Regions from separate parts of the Capsicum annuum genome. Here region 2 is linked to region 1. A link is a contact called in public Hi-C data. All regions are on one chromosome and are shown on one strand. The core of a region is the stretch at or near the end of the contact, and the rest is flanking DNA. Distances in the headings are between cores, read along the strand shown.

Region 1 (6,163 bases), core at 47-2,546:
CAAATTGAAAACTTTCTTCAATAATTTTATTCAAATCAGAAACTTTCTTAAAAGAACTGCAGATTTTGCTAATTGGTATGATAACCAGTAAAGAAAAGGTACATAGTCATCTTTTCCAGAGCAACCGTAACAGCGAGACCAACAGATATGACAAAAAATTTCTTGTCACAAGCTTGGCTCTGACCAGATACAGGTTTGAATTTTTTCTTTTCCCCCCTTAGTTGGTGGCTGAGGTGGTGGTGGTTGCCGGCGGCAATGGCGATTGGTTGGTGGTGGCAATGGTGGGTTAAATTTGTCATTTTGATGAAACTGAAGATGACCCATTTGGTGTGTATGTGTGTTGAAATTGAATCAAATTGATGTAATTGAATTGGGTGTGCTAAAGATGACCCATTTGGGTGTGTATGTGTGTGATAAAATTGTGTTCAATTTCAATTCAACAATGGAGCAACCATGATGTTTTGTTGAAAACTCCATTGTTGGAGAGAAGAAAGAAAGAAGAGAGAAGAGAAAGCAAATGAAAAAATAAATAAAAAACATAAAATTATTAAAAATCAGAAAATTGAGGGGTTATGTGACCAAAAAAAAGTTTTATAACGTTTTTAAATCATTCTCACTCGCTCAAAGGACGTGATTACACGCACTTGTCAAAGTGGGTAGATATATGCCATTAAAATATAAAAAAAAAAGTGTAAGGGATAATAGGACCCCCACAAAGTTCAATATGTTCAACTAAAAATCCGGTCAAAGTTCAAGTATTTTCCTGAGTATTTTCTCTATCAATAATTATGGTGTATGAAATAGTTAGAAATTAGTGTATCAATAATAGCAATTTTAAAATGTTTGAACTATCTATAAATTGAAATTGGTTTATCAATAATAATTATAATTTTATGGTGTCTGAAATATATAGAAATTGGTTATCAATAATTTTATGGTGTCTAAAATGTATAAAAATACATGTATCAATAATTTTATGATGTCTGAAATATATAGAAATTCGTGTAACTAATTGAAATCAGAATAACGTGTTTTATTTATAACCTTGACAGAAGTATCAAATTATGCAAAAGACATTTTAGTATATCTCAATTGAGAACGTAAACAACATTTTGTGAAAGTAGGATTTGTTCGAAGTCGCAATTGCCGATGGGAAATTTTGGTGATTCACAACATCGGGGAACCCTTGAGTCTCCAACACAAGACTGAATAAGGTTTGTTAATTTTCTATTGGTATATTTTGAAAAGTTGAAACTATTGATATATTTTATAGTAGTGACTCTTAGATGGTATATTTATGTGATTTGCCCTTTTATATATCTGAAAAGCGAATAGTTGTTGGGCCTAAGCAGAAGCAGCCCAAGCGAAGCTATTAATAGCAAAATGACACTGTAATTTCACCATCCATCTCTTAAGTATTTCTTATTCTTCAAGTTTTGGCTATTCTCTCTCTCCCGATTCCCAACTTTGATTTTCAGCATCACTCATCTGCAAACAGGTAAAGTGTCTGCTTACAAGTTCAATTTAATGCTTCTTAACAATTCACTGTTCTGCTCTAATCTTTTAATTTTTGGTATCTGTGGGTAGGTCTAATTTGAAGGTAAAATGGAAGTTCCACAAAAAGGTGGGTTTAGTTTTGATTTGTGTAGAAGGAATGAGATGTTGGTGAGTAAAGGACTTCGTTCTCCTTCTTTTCTCAAGACTGGTACTACCATTGTCGGCTTAATTTTTCAGGTATTGCAAATTCATCTGAGTGTCTATCGACCGTCGTTTCTCAGTAGATCCGTTGATATGTTAATGGGATCTTTAATATGAGAAGTGAGGTTAGTAGGTAATCGTATTGCCAAACTTGTCCTTTGTATTAGAAATCCCTTTCCTCAGAGAAAGAAGATGAATATTAGAATATCCACTGAGGGTAGATAATATTGCCTCGTGCTTGAAGGTTCTGTCTTGAGGAGGAGATAGGAGAAACTTCTTTTTTTGCTTAGTATACATGGATCTTCTTTTTTGCTTAGTATACATGGATTATATGCATTTATAACTTGTGTTTTCTTTCTTTTCTTCTTTTACTCCTTCCCCCTCTTTCTTCCGCTTAGAAACATGGAGTTCTATCTGCATTAATTAAGTTGTAAATGCAATGTAACTCTTCTAATAGTATCCCCTACTAGCGTGATTGGCAGGGAGGTGATTTTAGCCTCTCACCAAGCGAAGTATGGGATATATACCATTAAGGGATCATTCATTATCTATAGTCCTCCCAAACTACAACACTGGACGTAAGCTAATTCATGTCAACATAATAAACATAGTTGAGTTTCGCCTGGCACGCTAATCAACATAAGAATCCAAATTGTTCAAACCATACTGATGTAAGGACTAGGATGATCATTACTGTACTCTATGTAATTCCAGGCCAGCTATATTCCTACTTGGTGTTGTTTATAAAGTTATTGCTCTTTTATCTACATTTATTTATCTTTAGATTGATTCTGAGATACGATGTCCCACAAAAGATTTGCTTTTGAGATCTACTTTCTTTTACGCATTGGAAATAACTATTAAACATCTTTACATGCTCCGTTCCTATAAGAAGATTTGCCCAGATCCCTTATTAATAGCTCGAGTAAAGGTCAACATGAGTGGCCACACTAAGATTGTATGGGAGGGATGTGTTTCGAAAATTAGTTCCACAAGACAGGAGTGGAGGGGTGGCTCTATGTGTTCTCACAACAGCACTACACTAGAATGTTAAGATTGAATGTTCCTAATGATGAAGGATGGCTATTGATGATTGTCTACTTTTAAAAGACTTGTTGGAGTCATTTAAATAGTGATTTAATCTGTTATATGATTGATTTTTACTTCAGTGGTATATAGAGTTCATGTCCCTCCATGTTGACACATATCAACTTGTGTGATGCTAGTTCATGCTACCTCTTTTTTTGGTGATAAGTATTTCATGCTACCTCTTCTTCTTCTGCTTTATTACCAACTCTATAGCAAGTGTTATATAGCTCCTATGGTAGACACAATGATACAAGTCGAATTACTCCAAAAATTCTAACTCAAGGTAGTTGGCGAAGCTTTATAGATGAGGATGTGTTTTGCGATCCACCATGATGAGGATGAGTGGTGGAGGAGTCTCTTTCGTTGGGTATTTGACACGTTGGGTCACTTTTGGGCTTATTTGGCATTTAGGGTCACTTTTGGCCCCATTTTGTAATAAATAGCCCATGACAATAAATAGTTAGGTTTCCTCTTTCCTTAGACATAGATGATTTTTGATGAACTTACACTTGAGAATGTTTATTGAGTTTGTTGGGGAGCTTGTTGACTTTCTTAGGAATGTTGGTTGTGAGGGGTTTAATTTTCCTCTCAGTCTTCGTAAAAGTTAGGTGCTTGTTGGTAGTCTAAAAGGAAGGTCTTCGGATTTAATATATTCGTTGATTGTCCTTTTGCTATCATCTTGTGTCTATTTATCTATCTATTTATCATTTTCTTTATGATCTTTCAATTTTCGTACTTGTTTTTGTTTTTGTATTTTTGATCTATATCATTTAGTATTAGAGCCGATCTTAGAATCGTTTCCACGATTCTAGTCTTGGGTTGTGGTATTGAAAAGAAAATTAAAAAAAATAAAAAAACATGTTTTGAAAAAAATCCCAAATTTTGAGTTTTTGATTTTTGTTTTCTTGAGTTTCTAATACCAGAATTGTATTCTCTAGTGTTATTTGAGTCTAAATCTGAAATTTGAGCTTAATCGAAGTTGATTTGAGTGCTTTATCATTGTTGAGTTTTGTGTTTTGAAGGAAGTGGAGTGGGTTTTGAGATCTAGGAATTTTGGCTTGGATTTGAAGGTTTAAAGTTGCTGGAAAGTGTTCCCCATACCAAAAGGATCTCAGATCTCGAATTTGAAGTGATTCTAAATTAAAACGAGAGAATTTGAAATTTGAAAGTTCACCATCTTCATGGTGTTCTTCAAATTTTAAAGTGGGTTTAATTTCCGAGAGCATTTGGTTGGAATTAAGGCCTAAAAACACTTGGGTTAGATTTGGGAGGTCGAAAGGAGCTCGTGGTTAAAATTTCATTGCATTTGGAGCTCGTTTGATCGAGGATCAATTTTTGAATGTTCATGTGTTCTTCATGATCTTATCTTGTTGAAGAACATTCAAAAAAAGGTGTGGCTTGATCCAAAATGGAAAGGTAAAAGAGAAGGTGTACTTGTTTATGCTGAAGGATTATTCCAAAGGAGGAAAAATCCAAGTGAAAAAGTACCAAAAAGGGCCTTTGCGCCCTTATCTGCCCACGCAGTTCATTTTCCAGCACCTTGTTTTTGATCTGTGAACCCCATGTGCGGGTCATGACCTGCGCCCACATCTCATCCCAATGCATCTCAACTACTCCTAATCCCATTTCGTTCCGGTTCCATCTTAGTTTCAATTCTTGATTCCTAAATTCATTTCTTGATTCTTAACTAATTAACAACTCGTATTTGATCTACTTAGTTGATTAATTAGTTTTTAATTTCGTTTTTTTTTCTTGTCCTTTTCGTTGTGTTCTTTTTTCATTTATTTCTTAGTTAGCTTCTTTGATTCAAGTCCTACCGTTTAAATTGAGGCGTCCGTTCTTTTCTTAATAAGACTCCATTCTAATCGAGAGTAGCAAATTGACACTTCATATACCAACAAGAACAAGCAAAATTCAATAAAGTCGAGCTAATTGTGAGACGATCTAAGTGTGAAAACACTAGTGATTGTGAGATTTGATTTCACTAAAGTTAACCTTGTTTGATAGTTGTGTTGAGTGTCTTGTTGATAGGTACCATGGCACCAGGAGATAAGATCCAACCTACCATGGTCGGGGCAAACTTAGACACTTTGATCGAGGCCATGATGGGGTTTCGACAATATATAAATGTGATGAGGGGAGAGATGTCAAACATGAATAAGAAGATATCGAATGTGGAGGGAGAGTGAAGAATAGAGACGGAAGGTTGGTGAGTGTGGCGGGGAATCTTAATTCTTCAGATGCTACTCTGCAAAACAATCTTCAAGCATCCTCAAGTAGGAAAGCCCAACAGACTTCGGCTACCATTTCTCCTAGAACTTCCACTACATGTTTTACCCTCTCCAACAAGGTAATACTCCCTTACCTAATACTACTACTACTACTACTACTACCGATCAAACTCCACGAAATGTAGCCTGACCCCTACAATTCAACCTACCCCAACCAATGCCCCAAAACTCACCACTACCCCAAGCTCCACAAATTCTCACGCTACCCTATCAAACACCACAAAACCAAGTTTCAAACTATCAAATGCCACAAGGATTTTAACTCACAAGGTCTCAACCCACCCTACTACCTACCCTATCAAGTGCCACAAGTTCAAGTACGACACTACCAAAACCACAAAATCCAAATCCACCTTACCAAGCTCCACTTAACCAAATGCCACCCAACCAAGCCGTAGGGGTTCAATGAGAGTTTGAGGGACATGTAGAAGGAGGTTATGGGTATGGTGCTCAAGGAAATAATCCAAGGGACCTAGGTGGATATAGAGGTCGTGACATGGGCCTCATATCTATGAAGGTTTACTCTTTCTAGCTTTCAAGGAGGTAGAGATCCCGAAAGGTACCTCAAATAGGAGTCTAAATGTGATAGGATCTTTCAAGCTAATGATTTGCCCGATGTCAAGAAGACAACCTATGTCGTTGCTCAATTCAAGGGATATGCTTTGACTTGGTGGGAGTTGGCTAAAAGAATACATGGAGTTCTTCATGGAGGTCATTATCCACCATGGGAGGCAATGAAGGTCATTATGAGAGCTAAGTATGTGCCGAAGAGGTATATACAAGGGTTGCTTGCCAAGTTGTACAATTTGAGACAAGAAGACCAGAGTGTTGAAGCGTACTATGATGAGTTTCAAAATCTACTCTTGAAGCTTACTTATAACGAGGATGAAGAGCACAATCTGGTTCAAAGTGTTGTTGGACCAAGAAATTGCCTCTAGAATGACCATACACAAGTTTGCCCGGATGGATGATCTTTTAGAAGCGGCTATGATGTTGAGCTAGATATCAAGGCAGAGAAGGCCATCAAGCCTAATATGGGAAATCAAGTGTCCTCAACTTGGAGTCAAGGCTCTGAGTTCATGAAG
Region 2 (5,533 bases), core at 1,567-4,066, 190 kb after region 1:
TTTCAGGCAAAACCTTAAACAAATAGTTATAAAAGTGAGACCCAGCATCACTAATAACTGCATGTAGAGTGCCAAATCGATAAAAAATATTTTTCTTCAGAAATACAGTGACACTTTTACCTTCATTGTTTGGAAGAGCAACCGCAGTCACCCATTTTGAAACAAAGTCAATCGTTATCAAAATATAGCTCATGCCATAGGAGTTCACGATTGTACCCATTAAATCAATCACCCATGTATCAAACAACTCCAACTTTAATATAGTGTTATGAGGAGTTCATGGCATCGCGAAATATATCCTCGACGCTAATATTTATCACAGGATTGTGCATAATCGTGAGCATCCTTATAAATCATAAGCCAGTAAAACCTAAACTGCAGAATTTTGTGGGTTGTGTGGGTACCACTATGATGACCCCTAACTAGTGATGAATGATAAGCTTCAAGAATGCTCATCATCTCCACCTCAGGGATACACCTTCGAATAACACCATCCACCCAAACCCTAAAAAGAGATGGCTCATCCCAAAAGAACTTCCTTACCTCATGCATAAATCTCTTGCACTGCTGGAAGGAAAGATCTTCTGGGACAAGATCACTTGCCAAAATAGTTGGCAAAATCAGCAAACTAGGGGATTAAGTCTTGAGATGCTACCAACACCCACTCATCTAGAAAAGTATCATATATTTCAAGCTTATCGCCTACTCTACATTGCCTTCTTCTCGAGCCTAGACAAGTGATCTGAACCTTGGTTTTCAGTGTCTTTCCGATCTTTTACCTCAAAGTCAAATTCCTGCAGTAAGAGAACCCAACGAATTAATCTCGGTTTGGCATCTTTTTCTACATTAGAGATCTCAAGGCTCCATGATCTGTATGCATTATAACTTTGTCCCAATCAAATAAGACCAAAATTTTTCAAAAGCAAAAACCACCGTAAGCAATTCTTGCTTTTTAACTGTATAGTTCTTCTGTGAGGGGTTTAATGCCTTCCTAGTATAATATATATGATGAAGGATCTTGTCTCTTCTTTCTTCGGCAACTGCACCAAAATTTTGATCAACATCCAAACTATACCTCCAACTGAAGGATAAAGTGGTCACTGACAAGTAATGTAATCCAACTAAGTTGGGGTAGAACCCACAGGAAAGATGAAGATTTGTATCTCTAGCTTGCTAAACTCAACGGGCAGAACTGAAAGTAAATAAAGGATTTGTTATTGTAATCTCGAACCAGTAGCAAATCTCAACTTTAGTTGTAATCAGTCGGTGATGAACACTAGGATTGTGTACTCCTTGACTTCTCAACTCAGTAGGCTTATTGTGCTTTATTGAATCAACCTAGTACCTTGCATGCAGAATCTGATAAGTTATGTACCATCAACTGTCTTATGGACTCATTGGCGGATTTTATCTTTTACCTTTTGAGTCTCAGAATGTCCCATTACTAACTCTTATCCTAGATCCCAGTTAACTATTACCTTTTGAGTCTCAAGTTATTAGATAATAGCTAACCATCATTACATAAATGATATTAATTAGCTTAGATTGACAGCTAATATTCAAATTACTTTTGTAATTATCTTTTCCTAGTCACTAATCCTCTTTTGGAGTAAATAGTGATATTCTAGGTGCGATCTTACCCTTTACAACCGCTAAGACATCTATCAAACAAAAAATAATACAATATATGCAAAGATACTGGTTCAGAACAATTTAGCACTTCCCCTACTTCGTCAATATGTCAGGGCTGCCACAACCCTAGCTAAGAGCTTTAGCCGCTCATGCTTGTGAAACGATCAACGTAATTCCTAAAAAGCATGAAATAATATCACAATGATCAACAAGTAAAACCCAAAGCCAACAACTAAATTATCAACCAAAATCAAGAACAAAGTAATTCCAAGATCAAAATTCGAATCTTGGAATCAACTATATGTTTATCTATTTTATCCATCAGAACACCGTGTCCAAAGGCCTAAGCATGAAATATCCCATCATTCTACATCATGATTCTGCTTCTAACCTAGGTCTAAGCTACTCAGGTATACCTAACCTACCTGGACACCAAGCAACTATTAGAGAGGCATGATCACGAGTTTTTAACTTCGTACTAGTGATTTTTTACATGGAATTCATGGAAAAAACATGGGTTTTACCCTATTCAAGCAAGTTCCCTCCACTTTATTGCTCCAACGCCATAAGGTAGTCTGTAATGACCTGATTTTTGGTGATTTATGCGAATTACTTATTTTTATATGATTTTACTACTCTACCCTTCTTCGTGGTTACTTTATGGTATTTTAAAGGTATGGGGATAATTGACACAGTTTCCAATACATTTTGGTGTGATTGTGCGAGATTGTAGTTTTGGTAGTTATAAAGACGTATTAGTTGACTTCTGTCAATATTTATTAATATGTATGTTGGATGGCAAACAGACTGCTCTAATAGATTCGAAACATTGATTTTTTGTTGGTTACATAGTTGGTGTGGTTTTACGGCTTTGGTATCTCATTTCAACACTCAGTTCGAAAAGTTATGAATTTAGATTTTGGAGAGTCAACTTTGTGAAAATGACGTTTTTTTAAAATACTGATATCTCTATTGAGTCCATAGCGTCTAATTTGATTGGATAACTGTAATAGCCCTCTAGATCATTTTTTGTATTTCCGCTCATTTTGTCATTTAGAACTTTTCTGTAGCTGCCCCAAGTCATTTATGACTTGCTGAAACTGACAGTTTGATTGTCGGATAATTCGTTTGATTTTTAGAATTAATTCCTTTCTTTAAATGTTCGCTGGTTCAAATTGACTATCGAGCAAAATCTTAAGATAAACAATCGTCAATTCTAACAGTTCTAACAGAACATAGATTTTGGGTTAGGTGAACCGTTGATTCGAATTCCCAGGCTCCAGACTCATTTGGCCTATTGGGCAACAAAAAAAATTATGTAGTGGACGTGGAACCCACTTTTTTCATTGACTTCCCAGGCTGCTCGCATTTTTTCTCAGTGCTCAAACTTCACTTTTCCTTGTACACAAATGAAGATCGCTTCGTTTTCACTTCTTAGGCTTCCTTTCACCGCCTCCACTACTGGCCACCGCTTCTTCTCCGCTGTCATCGTCGCTGCCGGCCATCACGAAAACCCTAACAATGTGTCAAGGAAGCTCCAACAACCGAACAAAAATCTCCTCAAAGCTCGTGAAACTATCAATAAACATTTCTCTACTCTAGCACCGATTCTTTCTCAGGAAGACAAACCTCACCTCTCTTACGACCAAGCCGTAGGTACCGTGGCGTCTTCACAAGCAAACTTCATGCGCGTTATCGTCCAACATATTCCTCCAGAAAGTTCTGTGGATCCTTCTGGAAGCTTCAGCAAAGGTTCGGGGGAAATTGGAGTGGAGTTGTTGTGTGTGGTGAAGGCTGTGTTGAAGAAGATTAAGAGGAGAGTTTTGGTTGGGGATAAGGTTTTGGTAGGTTCAATTGATTGGGTGGATAAACGTGGAGCTATTGAGAATGTGTTTCAAAGGAAGACGGAGATTTTGGATCCTCCAGTAGCTAATGTGGATCATTTGCTAGTGTTTTTCTCTATGGATCAGCCAAAGATTGAGCCATTCTCGCTCACTAGGTTCCTCGTAGAAGCTGAATCAACCGGAATTCCTCTCACTCTTGCGTTAAATAAATCAGAACTTGTTTCTCAAGAGGTTAGAAATACACTAATACAGATAGATATACTCATTCCACATACACATATGTTGTAAGTTGTGCTAAATTGCTCAAGACAGTGTCATTCCATTAGTTGACATGTTCTTAGTACTTGGATAAATTGAGTTGCTTGCTATTAATATGATTTGGCACTAGAAGATGATCTTTGCTTTTGAATAATAACCTATAGATTAGATGAGCACATTGTTATATCAATCAACTACATCTAGATGCGGGGCGTTGAGAGGAAACCGATGTTTTTCACATAGATATGAACAATTACTAGCCAGTGACAGAAGGTCACCTGTGCTTCCATGAACACAGTCATTTTTGAATAAATAACAGCATAAACAAATGCAGGATATTTCGTTACAATGTACTCCAAACAACTAGAAAAGAACTAACTGAAAAAAAGGAGATCTAAGGCTACTTATTTCTACTAAATGCTACATATTCGTAGCTCTTGGGGAGGAGGGATCTTCAACATTAATATGAAAAAGACTAACCGAAAAAAAGGTTTAGCTGATATCAAATAATCTTGGATGTATAATAGGGAGAATAACCCCTTTGCTCACTCAATTATTGATAAATTTTATTTTTTGTCTTTGTAATATTCAACTAAGCACTTCTAACCTTCAATTAGCTGGTATGTGCACGTTTTGATCCCTTTGCTCGTGAATATTCACAAATTTTCAGAAGTATTAATCATTCCAATATTTAGTTAGCTATATGCTATGTTAAGCTTGTACTTTTACTTCATTTTTGAGGAAAATAGACTTTTAAAAATAGTTCAACTATAGCATATTTGCCACATAAATGTCCAAAAGCACACATTTTAATTAATTGAAATTTAAATTTGTTGAATCATATGTCACAAGGACCAAATCAGAATTTTCATTAATTTGTAGATCAAAAATTACAATTATCTCTAGATAATATTGAATTTTCAAAAGCTTGACCTATTAGAAAAAAGTCAAATGATTATGGCCTTGCCCTTATAATAGTAAGTAATATGTTTAACTCCGAAAAGATAAAAGAGTACATAATGGATTGCTGTAGCTAATGTTCGATCCCAAGTAATTGTGTATAAGGGCAAAGTTGAGGGGCACCAGCATACCCATTTAGCTTTTGTGCATCAGGGGTCCTTGTTTAGTATATGATCATTCTTTCATGGTATATACATGCATATACAAAGAAATTTCCGAGGTTAGCGGGTGCCTCTGACCACGATCTCCTCCCACCTAATAGTTTAGGTACGCCTCTGAATACATCTCAACCCCAACTTGTTTTCATTTGTTTAAATGAATTATTTGTTTCTATCTCACAGTTCAGATCCTTTATCAGCACATCACTATACCTTGGGATGATTCCTAGTGAATACTTGTTAATTTGTTTATGCATCCTTTTACTTGTGTGTTGTCCTTTCTTCTTCTTTGATTTTCTCAACTACTGGTTGCAATGCTTGACATTAGATTTATGTACCATTTCGTAGATTGGGATACATGTGTATTTGGAATTACCTGTGTAATGGGCTAGGATGTGAGGTCAAAATACAATATCAGCTTGTTAGATTTTAAAAGAGTGAACTCAAACTGACGAAAGAGAGAAGCAGAAGAATAGAACACACAAGGAGGATTCTAGATTGTCTATCTAGAAGATGAAAAATGTGTTTTAACTAAGAAATTCTTGTAATACCCAAGCAAGTATTGACTACTTTTTATGTGATTCAGATTTGATACTACTTTCTTCCTTCCTGTTTATATTTTGTGGTCATTTCTCTGACGCTGAAAGCCAGTGATCAACTTCGGCAGGAAATAAAAGCATG

What was found. A called contact is a pair of places that touch in the nucleus more often than the background predicts.
Region 2: a Hi-C map of leaf shows a contact between it and region 1, with 2.5 times the contacts expected there. The contact joins the promoter of LOC107847931 here to the promoter of LOC107847663 in region 1. A contact is called at or near these places in 2 of 5 Hi-C or Micro-C datasets (leaf and placenta).

Annotation. Positions count from the first base shown.
Region 1 is chr11:85,683,888-85,690,050 of UCD10Xv1.1, forward strand. LOC107847663 (proteasome subunit beta type-7-A) reads left to right here and starts at 1,297. Exons shown (of 9, transcript XM_016692054.2): 1 at 1,297-1,498; 2 at 1,588-1,734. The coding sequence starts at 1,606.
Region 2 is chr11:85,874,132-85,879,664 of UCD10Xv1.1, forward strand. LOC107847931 (small ribosomal subunit biogenesis GTPase RsgA 1, mitochondrial) reads left to right here and starts at 2,817. Exons shown (of 5, transcript XM_016692536.2): 1 at 2,817-3,707; 2 at 5,520-5,533. The coding sequence starts at 3,042.